Linked DNA regions of Mus musculus: all the other regions are linked to region 4. Evidence: chromatin contacts called from public ChIA-PET, Hi-C and HiChIP or PLAC-seq data. All regions are on one chromosome and are shown on one strand. Each heading gives the region's core, a stretch centred on a gene start, on an enhancer-like site or on the middle of the called end of the contact. The rest is flanking DNA. Distances are from core to core; before and after follow the strand shown.

Region 1 (2,700 bases), core at 122-2,621, 220 kb before region 4:
TGTCTTGAAAAACCAAAACAAACAAACAAAACAAAAAAAAAAAGGAAGAAAGAAAAGAAAAAAGAAAAGACCCTGTCTCTAGAGGGAAAACAAGTATTGCTATTGATAATGGCACAGACATAGAAAGGAAACACCTCTCCACTATTTAAAAGAACAAGACAGGGGCCGGAGAGATGCTCAGAGGACCAAGGTTTGATTCTTAGCACTCACATGGTGGCTCACAACCATCTGTAGCTCCAGTTTCAGGGGATCTGGAGCCCCCTTCTGTCCTTTGTGGGGATCAGGCATGGATGTGTTGCGTTGTACAAACATGCATTCAGGCAAAACATCCACACACATAAGATAAATCTTATATTAAAAAAAAAAAACCCAACACGATAAAACAGATGGTTCATGCCCGTAATTCCAGCACTGGAGAAGATCAGGAATTTGACCCCGTTTCAAAAAATAAAACAGAGAGAGAAAGAAAGAGAGAGAGACAGAGAGAGAGAGAGAGACAGAGAGAGACAGAGACAGAGGACCACGGTAGGAGCCAGCCATCAGTTCTGCTGTTGTACTGAGTTGCCTACTCCTCAGAAGATTGTTCATCTCAGGGATTCACTTTTGACCTCTCAGTGTGTTTTGTCTAGCCACTTTTTCTGGTTTATGTCAACTTGACACAGAGAAGAGGGGGCCTTCAGAAATGTCTCTATATTGCCGGGTGTGGTGGCGCACGCCTTTAATCCCAGCACTTGGGAGGCAGAGGCAGGCGGATCTCTGAGTTCAAGGCCAGCCTGGTCTACAGAGTGAGTTCCAGGACAGCCAAGGCTACACAAAGAAACCCTGTCTCAAAAAAAAAAAAAAAAAAAAAAAAAAAAAAGAAAAGAAAAGAAAAAAAAAAAAGAAATGTCTCTATAACTTCAGGCTGGCTTTGTAGTGGTGCTACACACATTTAGTTCCAGCACTCATGAGGTAGAGGCAAGTGGATCTCTTAGTTTGAGGTCAGCCAAGGCTACACAGAGAGATCTTGAAAACCAAAAACCAACCAACCAAACAAAAAAACCCAGATCAGGCTGTAGATCATGCCTCTGGGACATTTTCTTAATTAGAGATTGATAGGTGGTATCATCCCTGAGCTGGTGTTCCTGGGTTCTATAAGAAAGCAGACTGAGCAAGCCATGCAGAGCAAACCCATAAGGAGTATTCTGCAGGGTCTCTGCATCTGCAGCTGCCTTCAGGAAGTGCAAGCTGAATCAACCCTTTCCTCCCAGGTTTCCTTGGTCATGATGTTTTATTGCAGCAATAAAAACCCTAATTAAGACTCTGCTCTCTGTCATTACTGCACTCTTCCCCATGCTGTGACAGCTCCTCCAGGGCAAGGTTTATGCTTTACCAGACTAGTGGACTAGGTTGTGGGAGGAGCCAAAACAACAAGCAGCTATATGTGGCGGGCAGGAGAGAGAAGCTGCAACATGCTGGGCTTCCATAAAGAAATATGCACACTGCCAGACAAAGAGGCAATGAGTTCCCAAACACCCACATCTGGTGTGGCACCCATCTCCTGGCTGTAACAGCATAAAAGTCCAACAAGGACAGGACAGAGACAAGACCTGCTATTCCTTAGGAACCTCCCAAGATGCACACTCAAAACCTAAGATGAAAGAGATGGCAGGTGGGTGTGGCGGCACATCCCTAGGATCTCAGCACTCAGGATACTGAGGTTAGACCATCACAAGTTCTGAGCTAGCCTGGACTACATAACCTGAAAGCCCCCTAAAACTCTAAGAAGTCAAGTAAAATAAAACCTCTGTTTATGCTGGGCAGTGGTGGCACACACCTTTAATCTCAGCACTTGGGAGGTAGAGGCAGGTGGATTTCTGAGTGTGAGGCCAGCCTGGTCTACAAAGTGAGTTCCAGGACAGCCAGGGCTATACAGAGAAACCCTGTCTCGAAAAACCAAAAAAGAAAAAAAATCCAAAAACCTCCATTTTTTTTTTAAAGATTTATTTATTATTATATCTAAGTACACTGTAGTTGTCTTCAGATGCACCAGAAGAGGGCATCAGATCTCATTACAGATGGTTGTGAGCCACCATGTGGTTGCTGGGATTTGAACTCAGAACCTTCGGAAGAGCAGTCGGTGGTCTTAACCACTGAGCCATCTCTCCAGCCCCAAACCTCCATTTCTTCTTCCTTCCATTGACTGTTATTCAAGGGACAAGAAAGTCGAAGGAAGGGTTGATTCAAAAAGAAACTAAGAAACTTCCTGCTTCCTTTTAAACACCTAATTCTTGCTGTACAAGTCTTTCAGGAGGCCAGTCATGCCTTCTTCCTCTGGCCTGGATCTGGACTGGAAAGGTCTGGTGTGACAGAGCAGCACTTTCTATATTTGAGAACTGGGGAAAAAAGTGTTCATTTGTAGCTGCTGGTAAGTGGTGTCAACTTTCTCCAAACACAGCACCCATCAGTGCCTGCCAATGTAATTTCATGTTTTGTTTTGATGTGTGTGTACACGTGTGCGCATGCAGGCACACATGCATGCTAGTACATGTTGAATTCAGTTTCCCCAGATACCAGGCTTATTCATATCTCTTTCTGTGCTAGGTTCTGCTCTTGGGTTCCTCCCCACAGTAGCTCACACCCCTCTTTCCTATTCCTTCTCTCACACACCCTTTACGATTTATTTATTTGTTTTATGTATGTGATTACGCTGTCACTCTC
Region 2 (2,700 bases), core at 127-2,626, 140 kb before region 4:
TGACACTGAAACCCCCTGAACTCAGCTCAGACAAGAGCTCTGAAGCCCAGCAGAGGAAAAAGCATAAAGATCTGTGTGGACTCGGAATATGCATACTGGGTACTGTGTGCACAGGGGGCCATCTGGGGAAGGGAGGGGACTGGTGACAGCCTCAGGGACGCCTATCAAAATCCTAAGGAGATCTGGACTGATTAGATGCAGCTCTGTTCCCTGAGTCATCGTGGCCCCGCACTGCTGAGACCACCAGAGGGGAGAAGATCCCACAATGCTCTCTTGTCCCATGGGAAACTTACCATTAGTGTTCAGGAGACACTTGGTAGACTCACCCACGTGACAGGGTTGTGGGCTGGAATGAGTAGGACAAGACAGACAAGACAGATGTCTTCTGGGAGAATCATCACCTAAGGGACTGGAGGACTCTAGGCACCCCTTTGGCAGGCCCAGACATGTTCATATGTGAAAATAATTTCTGCTCTTCTCTTTCCAGTGGGATATTTCCTGGTGGGTCCATTACTTCTTCTCCAATTGCCCACTGGCCATGACTCTCTAGCAGACCCAGTTCCACTGGTGACTGTCTCAATTCTGGCTCAAAGGAACAACAGAGGAAAGGCCCTCCAGGAAGTAGAGACCTACTGAGGGAACTCAACACACACACCTGAGACATGAGGGGCAACTCGAGTGGGCCACCTTGGAAGGTCACATGGAAAGCCCTTCTTGTCTGAGATAGAACATAAAGTTATCTTATTTTTTCAGGACAAAGGGATGACTACTTAACGAAGGAACATTCAGGACTTAAGGAACGGACAACTGGTTTGGAACAGACTTTCCAACTTCAAATTGTGGGCCTGCTGTCAGACATCTTAATCCAGATGGGACCAGAGCTATTTTGAGGTCGAAGGCCAACTCTCCTAAATCCCCGGGCAAGGACTACAGAGATCTTTACTACTGAGGGAACACTTTCCTTCTGGAAAATAGACTCCATAGCTGGAAATAGCACGACCCATGTTTACACTGCCCATGTTCCCTGGCGAGTGTTGGGGTGTTCTTACAGTTTGTGTCTTATGCTAAGGGCCTTACAGGAGTTCTCAGGAAGTCTAGCTAAGGTTTTTAGGAAGTTCAATGGATGTGGGAAAGATGATATGGGCGCCCTGGGCTGTCCTCTGTCCCATTCTCTTCCAACAACCCAAGGTTCAGCCCGTCCCACCCCTATTGCCTCCCTCGGAGGGTTCCCTTGCTGGTCCAGGGTGCAGAGGGTACTGAAGGCTGTCCTGGGCCCACATTCCTCTCACTTCCCGCCATTGTCCCTAGTTCCTGTATCCTTATCTCGACACTCTCCCCAGGCCGCCCCCAGCTGCGAAGAGTGGTGACTCATTTCCTTTCTTTCTAGTGACTTAATCCTGCCCCAGCAGTGACATGCCCTTCTGGCATCGCTGGGACTCGGAGCGTGGCACGGCTCTCCGGGGCCGGCAGGGGGCGCCAAAGCCTGCAGTGTGAGGGAACGGCCACAATCTGGGCTGGGAAATCCAAGACCTGAGGTGTATGGGACAGGGACAGTGCATTGCACATCCTGCCCAGAGGGGCTAGGAAATCACAGCTCCGCACTGCAAGGAATAATTTCATCTTCTACTCCGGCCTCTTCCTCCTGTGGTGTTCCCAACACTGTTTGCAGACACATTTCCTAAATAGTGATCACTGTGGGTCCTGCAACAGGGTTGTTCCAGAAATACTAGCCTGGGCCCTCACCAGGAAGAAGAGGATCCCACAGTTATAGATGGCCTACCTGACCCACGCCGGCCCTCTAGGCTCCCCTTTTCCTTCCCTCCCAGGTTCCAGAGAACAACAGACTTGCCTCGGTCTGGAAATCTCAGCTATTTCCCAAGAGCCACCCCGGGAGTATGAAGTAACAATAAGGCCACACAGTAGGTTTCAAGCCACACTGATCCCGTGGTTGGACTCCTCACCTCCCTGCACTCCACGAATTATGAATACAAAAGACTTGTCCTGGTATCTGAGGCAGCCAGAAAGACTTGGAAAACGAAGGGGACACAGGAAAGGGAAACCAGCCCTTCATTGAAGACTCTAAAGAACAGGAAGGAGCGGTGCAACCCTTTAATCCCAGGCAGAGGCAGTCCGAACTCTGTGAGTTCGAGTCCAGCCTGATCTACACAGTGAGTTCCAGGATAGTCAAGGCTACACAGAGAAACCCTGTCTCAAAAAAAAAAACAAACAAACAAACAAAAAAAAACCCCCACAGCAACCAATAGTTGGATGAGGTAAAAAATTCCAGGACGATTTACAACATGTGTTCCCATAGAGATTTTTTTTAATATTAGCATTTAATTAACCCCCTGGGTGGCTTCAAGCCACCAGAGCACAGGTACCTCCAACATCCTTTATCTTCTCTTCAGCTCTTCTGCCGAGGAATTTGGCCTTCATGATGACAGCTGCCTAGGGAGCTTTCCCTTTCCTAGAACAAGTTGCCGGATTGATTGGACACCACATACGGGAGCAGCTGCTGTCTTGTTTGTTTGTTTGTTTTGTAGCATTGACCCATGTCTGCTCACTGACCAGCACCCACAATTTATCCAGGTTGGCGATTGGGCAGAAGCTATGAAACTTCTTGAAGTGGTCATGCCTCACACCAACTTTCCCAAAGTACCCTGGATGATGATATTTGTCAAAGTTGATCCTGTGGTGATT
Region 3 (2,700 bases), core at 27-2,526, 180 kb before region 4:
AATGCAAACCTGACCGTTCGAAAGCCCAGAACCCAGGTTAAAGCAGAAGGCAGGAGATTACAGACTACTACTCTACAATCCCTTCACTCTAACAGGGCTGTCAGGGAGTCGGGAAGTTACAGGGCCAGCTAGCATGGTATACAAGCACTGAAATCATGAGAGACCCTGTCTCAGGAAAGGTGGGAGGTGAGGACTCATATCCTAGGATGTCATCTGACCTCTGAATGCCTGCATTCACACAGAAGCATTTAAGACACATGAACTCTCAAAAAAAAAAAAAGACTCAAAAACATGCACATATCTCATACACACATAATAAATAAATAAGCTAAAAACATTAGGGGACAATAATGGTCTGTATTTGACAAGATTGAATTTTCTTTTTCCTTCTACTGTTCGTCAGGCAGCACCATTGCCGTGCATGAAGTTCTGGACAAACATATTGTCAAGCAGTAACCAAGTAATTTTTTTTAAAGAAGGGGATGATTTATTTCTATTAATCATCATGATCTTAAGAATTTCTACCTTGGGCAAAGGGACATGCACACAGTACATGCACTACCTATGGTGTTTGAGATCTAAAGTTATGCTGGGCAATTCTGTCTTCCAGGAGTATCTGAGAAAATCTAAGCCGTTATCTGTTATCCTTTGGAAGAAAGAGTCCCGCAAGGGCCACTAAAATGCAATGACATCATTTATAGATGGTACTTAGATTGAGATGTGGGGCACACCCAAACAATGATGTGGAATAGCTAGCTGCTTCCTAGAGACCTCAACTTCTGTGGAAGAAGGGCAGATTCTGAGGTAGAGGTCATATTGGCCAGCTCTTCAGGAGACCTGACTTTAGGGACCAATTAGAACAGAGGCAGTCTTGGGGAGGCCTCAGAGGTGCCCATCACCCTGGGTCTCCTTCATCAACTGAGTCTTTCCTAAAACCAGTTTGTTCTGTCCTGACCAATTGGACACCACTATGCTAGTTTCCATCATATCTTTCTTCAGCGCAACCTTCACTTCCCAGGTACTAAGGAGCCAGAGACGTAGCTAAAAGGGATTAAGCACGTGAAACGTCTACTTTGCCCTTTCCGGTTCGGTCACGTGCATTATATAATCCCGGGCTTGCCCTTGGCAATGAGCCTTCGACTTCGAAAATGCCCGCAGGTCGCGCTTTGAGGGCTCACGCCCGTCCGTGAATCCAGACCATCACGTCCCCTGCGTCGAGGGGCGGGGCCTGATGGTCTGACGTCACCCACTACACCCCGCCTCCCAGATATTATCAGTGCCGCCCGCCATCTTGTCTCAGTGTCTGGTTTGGCGGCGGAAGCATTGGCGGGCTGTGTGAGTCTGTGAGTGGAAGGCGCGCCGGCTCTTTTGTCTGAGTGTGACCCGGTGGCTTTGTTCCAGGCATTCCGGTGATTTCCTCCGGGCAGTCCGCAGAAGCCGCAGCGGCCGCCCGCGCTCTCTCTGCAGTCTCCACACCCGGGAGAGCCTGAGCCCGCGTCACGCCCCTCAGCCCCCGCTGAGTCCCTTCTCTGTTGTCGCGTCCGAATCGAGTTCCCGGAATCAGACGGTGCCCCATAGATGGCCAGCTTTCCCCCGAGGGTTAACGAGAAAGAGATCGGTGAGGCTCGGGATGGAGGGGGAGCGCGGGGTCTACCGGCAGAGCGTGAAGGGGCTGGCTCCGGGGCCCGGGGGGAAAACGGGGGTGGGGGATGGGAGAACGGGGAAGTCCGATGCCAAGGCCCACGAGCGCGGGGGACCGGATGCCCGGGCTCCGGAGAAATGGAGAGGAGCAAGGACTGACGCTGCGTGGCGGGAGGAAGCGGTCCCGCGATGGGCGTCGGCCGGGAGTGAATGGACCCAGAGCGGGCCTCCCGAGTTTGCTCAGCGCCGGGCAAACCCTAGTGACACCATCACAGCTGGGGTGCGGATCGGACGTCCTGGGATTCTCCCGGCTGTGTCTTGGATATCGAATGGACCTGGAGAGTTACTAGCATAGGCTAAGTGGTCTATCCTAGGCTCTCTTTGGTGGGAAGAAGTTGTGAACTTTTGTGTTTTTTGAGGCGCAGCAGGAACAGCAGCATCTGTATGTCCGGTACTCTATTGAGAAAGGGACCTGGAGAGGTGTCAGCGGCGTAGAAAAAAAAGTTTTAGTGTTTTTTAAAGGATGGCGTTATGAAAGTGAAGGGTTCTAAGGAGGGAATATGTTGCCCACCTACACGGGGGGGTGGGGGTGGAAGGAGCCGTGAGAATAGGTGGAATGGCTGAAGGAGGGCTATTGTACAGAGGATGTAGCCGTGGCTAGACCTGTCACGCGTCTGGCTGAAGCCTGGACAATGGGGAGTGGAAGGGCGTGGGCCAGACCTGCCCGTTGGCCCCTTTAAAGCACTTAGCATTATTTAAATTCTCTCAAAGGAGTCACCTTTGAGCCCATTGGATGACATTCGTTGAACAAAATTATCGTCAGTAGACACTGACTTTACAGTTTTGTCAATTGGATTTTCATGTCCATGCTAAAGGTAGGGGCAGGACTCCATGAGTGTGTGAAGAGTTCCAGGTCAGGCTATAACTGAGCTACTACCCTCTTTAACAAGGCACTGTCACACTTCCTTTCTGGTCGTGAAATCGGAGGATGGAATGTGAGGAAGAACTTGAATCTGGTTAGCCTTGTTCAGTGATGACTCATGATGTAAGTGCTATGCA
Region 4 (2,700 bases), core at 170-2,669:
TGATCTGTTATCCCAAACATTATTCTGTGGTCAACATTAGCTATCATTGCCTTTAGCTCTTACCCCAGAGAGGGGGGTAACTCCAGAGATGGGCAAGCACCCCACTGCTATAGTCCTTGCCATTGAGGTGATGAAAGAGGACCTGAAGACCACCTGGCAAGGATGCTAACCATCACTGAGCAAGCATTTCCCTGCTCAGGCAATTTATTTGGTGTGGTCCCCCATCCCACCCCCAGGGTCCCATGTGGCTCAGGCAGGTGTCACACTTACTGTATAGCCAAAGATGACGTTGAACTCTTCTCCCACGTGCTGGGAGTACAGGTATCCACCACTGCCCTGGCTCAGGCTACACAGTTTCGCCTTTCAGGTTCATCAACCCTATTGTGACTGAGGCTGGCACTGGGAATCCCTTGACTGTGTTTTTCCACAGGGAACTGAGGCAGCGAGGGACTTTATGGCCAGCCTGTGGTCTCAGAGCTGAGTCTTCCCTCATGTCCCTGTGTCTTTGTGTGTGTGTGTGTGTGTATTTGGTTGGTTTGGTCTGGTTTGGTTTGGTCTAGTTATTTTGAGACAGGGTTTCTCTGTGTAGCCCTGGCTGCTCTTTAACTTAGAGATTCACTGACCTCTGCCTTCTGAACGCTGGAATTAAAAGTGTTCACCACCAAGCCTGGCTTATTTTTGATTGCGTGCGTGCATGCGTGCATGTGGGGGGGGTGGTATGTGCATATGAGTGCTTGTATCCTCACAGGTCAGAGGCTTGGGATCCTCTGGAGCTAGAGGAGCCCCAGACAATTGTTAGCCTCCTGGCATGGGTGCTGGGAACTGAACTCAGGTCCTCTGCAAGAGCCCTAAGCGCTCCTAACTGCTGAGCCATCTCTCCAGCCCATATTTACAATATTTTGAATGGACAGGATTTAGTTCATTGACAGTTCCACCCAAGTAGAGCTAACAGTCTTCCTCATGCCCAGGTGGTCTTCAAGGGTGGCCTGAGTAGCTTGCAGTTACACTGTGGGACTTGCATTTTTCTTGCCAGTTCCAAATATTCTTGTAGGTAGTTCAACAGTTCCACGTGTCGCTGCATTTCCGAGGTTGAGGCTGAGCCCCGGGGCTTTTCTCTAAGATCTTTGATCCTAACTATCAAAGCTCGGAGCAGAGAGTGGACCTTAGTGAGTGCTTGCTGTATACAGGACCTGCCAACTTGTTTGTGGGCTCACCAGAGCTTTTACACTGTGTAAACCTGGCTGTGTGGAGAACAGTGGGGCAAGTACTCTTGATGCAAATGGCTGTCAAGGTGGGCAGACCGAGGCCCTACCTGTGGCCAGCATCCTAGCGATGACGTGACGACTCTTAGCTCTGTAGGCGGCCACCCCGCTGGAACCTCTGGTGCTTTTAAATTCCGGAAAATGCAGATCTTGTGGGTTTTGTGGCAAAGAGGAAATGACACCATCGATGTGAGGTCCCCTGGCACACCCCCTGGGCTTGGCTGGCAGGCCTGCTGCGGTTTGTCTCAGAAAGTGGCCGTTTGGTGCTTCCGAGACTTCACTAACTTTCACAGAAAGTGAGAGCAGCCCCATCTCCCTGGGATGGGAACCCTAACACGCCAGCTGCTGCTGTTTTGCTTGGGCAGGATAGAGCACTGCTCCTCAGTAAGTGAGTTCACAGGAGACAGCAGCTCCAGGACCCCAGAGCTGCCAGCAGTCATAGCACAGCAGGGACTTGCCATGTTCCTCACTCAGCTCAGGCCCCATTGGCAGTGTTGCACAGCCCTGCCCCTGGCCTGCTTTGCGATACTTAACCCAGAACTCCAATATCTTTATATCCAATAAGGTATAGCTTGGTGGTAGGGTATGGAATGAGTGTGGCTGTGAGGCCCAGGCCATGTGCCAGGCTTCTGGGCATCTGATGGTACTCAGAGATGCAGACTGGGCATCTGATGGTACTCAGAGATGCAGACTAGACCTGTGGCTATGCAGAACTTGTAACCTAAAGGAAGAGAGCCAGACCAGCTGGAAGGACTGACAGTCACCTGGGTGAGGGCCTAGAGGCTTCCCGGAGGAAGGAGCGCAGACGCCTAGCCTAGGTCCAGGGATTCATGGCAAGAGGGTCATTGGCACAAAGATGAGCGAGGGGCTGAACATGGCTTGGGGAAGGCAGACAAGTGGAACTGGAGACCCTCAGACTAGCACTTCCCCACATCAGTTGGCCACAGCCAAAGTCCTATGTAAAACAGGTGTTATTAATCATCCCCCAGAGGTCCAGCCTGTGGGCCCCTCTCTGGGATGGATGGCTATTATTGACGATACTGTTAACATTAGGAGCCTAGCCGCCTCTTTCATCAGTGTGGAAAAGGGTAGTTTTGAGTTCTCACAGCTATCTGATAAGTAGGCCTGCCTCTGGTCAACCCTCAGAAGGTGTGGTTTGCAAGCCACTTATAGTGGAAGAAGAGACTGAGTGGAAATCCTGAGATTAGAACCCTGGGCTTTCCTTCCTCTGCCATTGGGAGCCCAAGTCACACCCAGGTGCAGTACCGGGCATGAGGGGGCAGAAATGGGTGAGATGGATACAGGCCCTGCCTTCATGGTGGGGCGGGGGAGCTTAACATGTTACTTGTGGGGGTCCTATATTCTAGTTCAGTATACTTAGTTCAGGCAAGCTTTTGCTGTTTGCTGTTTGGGAGAAATATTGAAAGTTATAGTAGCC

What was found. A called contact is a pair of places that touch in the nucleus more often than the background predicts. ChIA-PET counts read pairs in DNA pulled down with a chosen protein or histone mark. HiChIP or PLAC-seq counts read pairs in DNA pulled down with a chosen protein or histone mark.
Region 1: an H3K27ac HiChIP or PLAC-seq map of the HPC-7 cell line shows a contact between it and region 4, with 10 times the contacts expected there. The contact joins two enhancer-like sites. A contact is called at or near these places in 4 of 39 promoter capture datasets (the C10 cell line, the HPC-7 cell line, embryonic stem cells and 1 more), 1 of 15 datasets of contacts at CTCF or cohesin (large pre-B cells), 6 of 484 Hi-C or Micro-C datasets (the G1E-ER4 cell line, the HL-1 cell line, adipose-derived mesenchymal stem cells and 3 more), 6 of 115 datasets of contacts at active chromatin or transcription factors (the HPC-7 cell line, bone marrow-derived macrophages, embryonic stem cells and 2 more) and 3 of 9 other capture datasets (adipose tissue, liver and pancreatic islet).
Region 2: a contact with region 4 is called in a Hi-C map of bone marrow-derived macrophages, with 43 read pairs. The contact joins two enhancer-like sites. A contact is called at or near these places in 5 of 15 datasets of contacts at CTCF or cohesin (CD8 T cells, the NIH/3T3 cell line, embryonic stem cells and 2 more), 34 of 484 Hi-C or Micro-C datasets (B cells, CD4 T cells, ECoMG-derived neutrophils and 24 more), 19 of 115 datasets of contacts at active chromatin or transcription factors (CD8 T cells, the HPC-7 cell line, the NIH/3T3 cell line and 13 more) and 4 of 9 other capture datasets (adipose tissue, embryonic stem cells, liver and 1 more).
Region 3: an RNA polymerase II ChIA-PET map of effector CD8 T cells shows a contact between it and region 4, with 16 read pairs. The contact joins the promoter of Wsb1 here to the enhancer-like site in region 4. A contact is called at or near these places in 1 of 39 promoter capture datasets (macrophages), 2 of 484 Hi-C or Micro-C datasets (cranial neural crest and erythroblasts), 4 of 115 datasets of contacts at active chromatin or transcription factors (effector CD8 T cells, forebrain, memory CD8 T cells and 1 more) and 4 of 9 other capture datasets (adipose tissue, liver, macrophages and 1 more).

Annotation. Positions count from the first base shown.
Region 1 is chr11:79,292,767-79,295,466 of GRCm38.p6, reverse strand. No RefSeq gene overlaps it. Among named protein-coding and RNA genes, the nearest start is that of Gm30561, 11 kb to the left of the region's middle. Within about 2 kb of position 1,371, at least 30 of the 459 cell types and tissues checked have an H3K27ac peak or open chromatin away from gene starts, as enhancers often do. A contact at or near this core is called in the HPC-7 cell line and bone marrow-derived macrophages, where this site is marked.
Region 2 is chr11:79,212,902-79,215,601 of GRCm38.p6, reverse strand. No RefSeq gene overlaps it. Among named protein-coding and RNA genes, the nearest start is that of Gm30470, 10 kb to the left of the region's middle. Within about 2 kb of position 1,376, at least 119 of the 459 cell types and tissues checked have an H3K27ac peak or open chromatin away from gene starts, as enhancers often do. A contact at or near this core is called in CD8 T cells, the G1E-ER4 cell line, the HL-1 cell line and 6 more, where this site is marked.
Region 3 is chr11:79,253,271-79,255,970 of GRCm38.p6, reverse strand. It overlaps Wsb1 (WD repeat and SOCS box-containing 1), which reads left to right and starts at 1,276. Exons shown (of 9, transcript NM_019653.3): 1 at 1,276-1,618. The coding sequence starts at 1,579.
Region 4 is chr11:79,075,445-79,078,144 of GRCm38.p6, reverse strand. All of the region lies in intron 1 of Ksr1 (kinase suppressor of ras 1), which reads left to right. Among named protein-coding and RNA genes, the nearest start is that of Gm11201, 53 kb to the right of the region's middle. Within about 2 kb of position 1,419, at least 115 of the 459 cell types and tissues checked have an H3K27ac peak or open chromatin away from gene starts, as enhancers often do. A contact at or near this core is called in CD8 T cells, the G1E-ER4 cell line, the HL-1 cell line and 9 more, where this site is marked.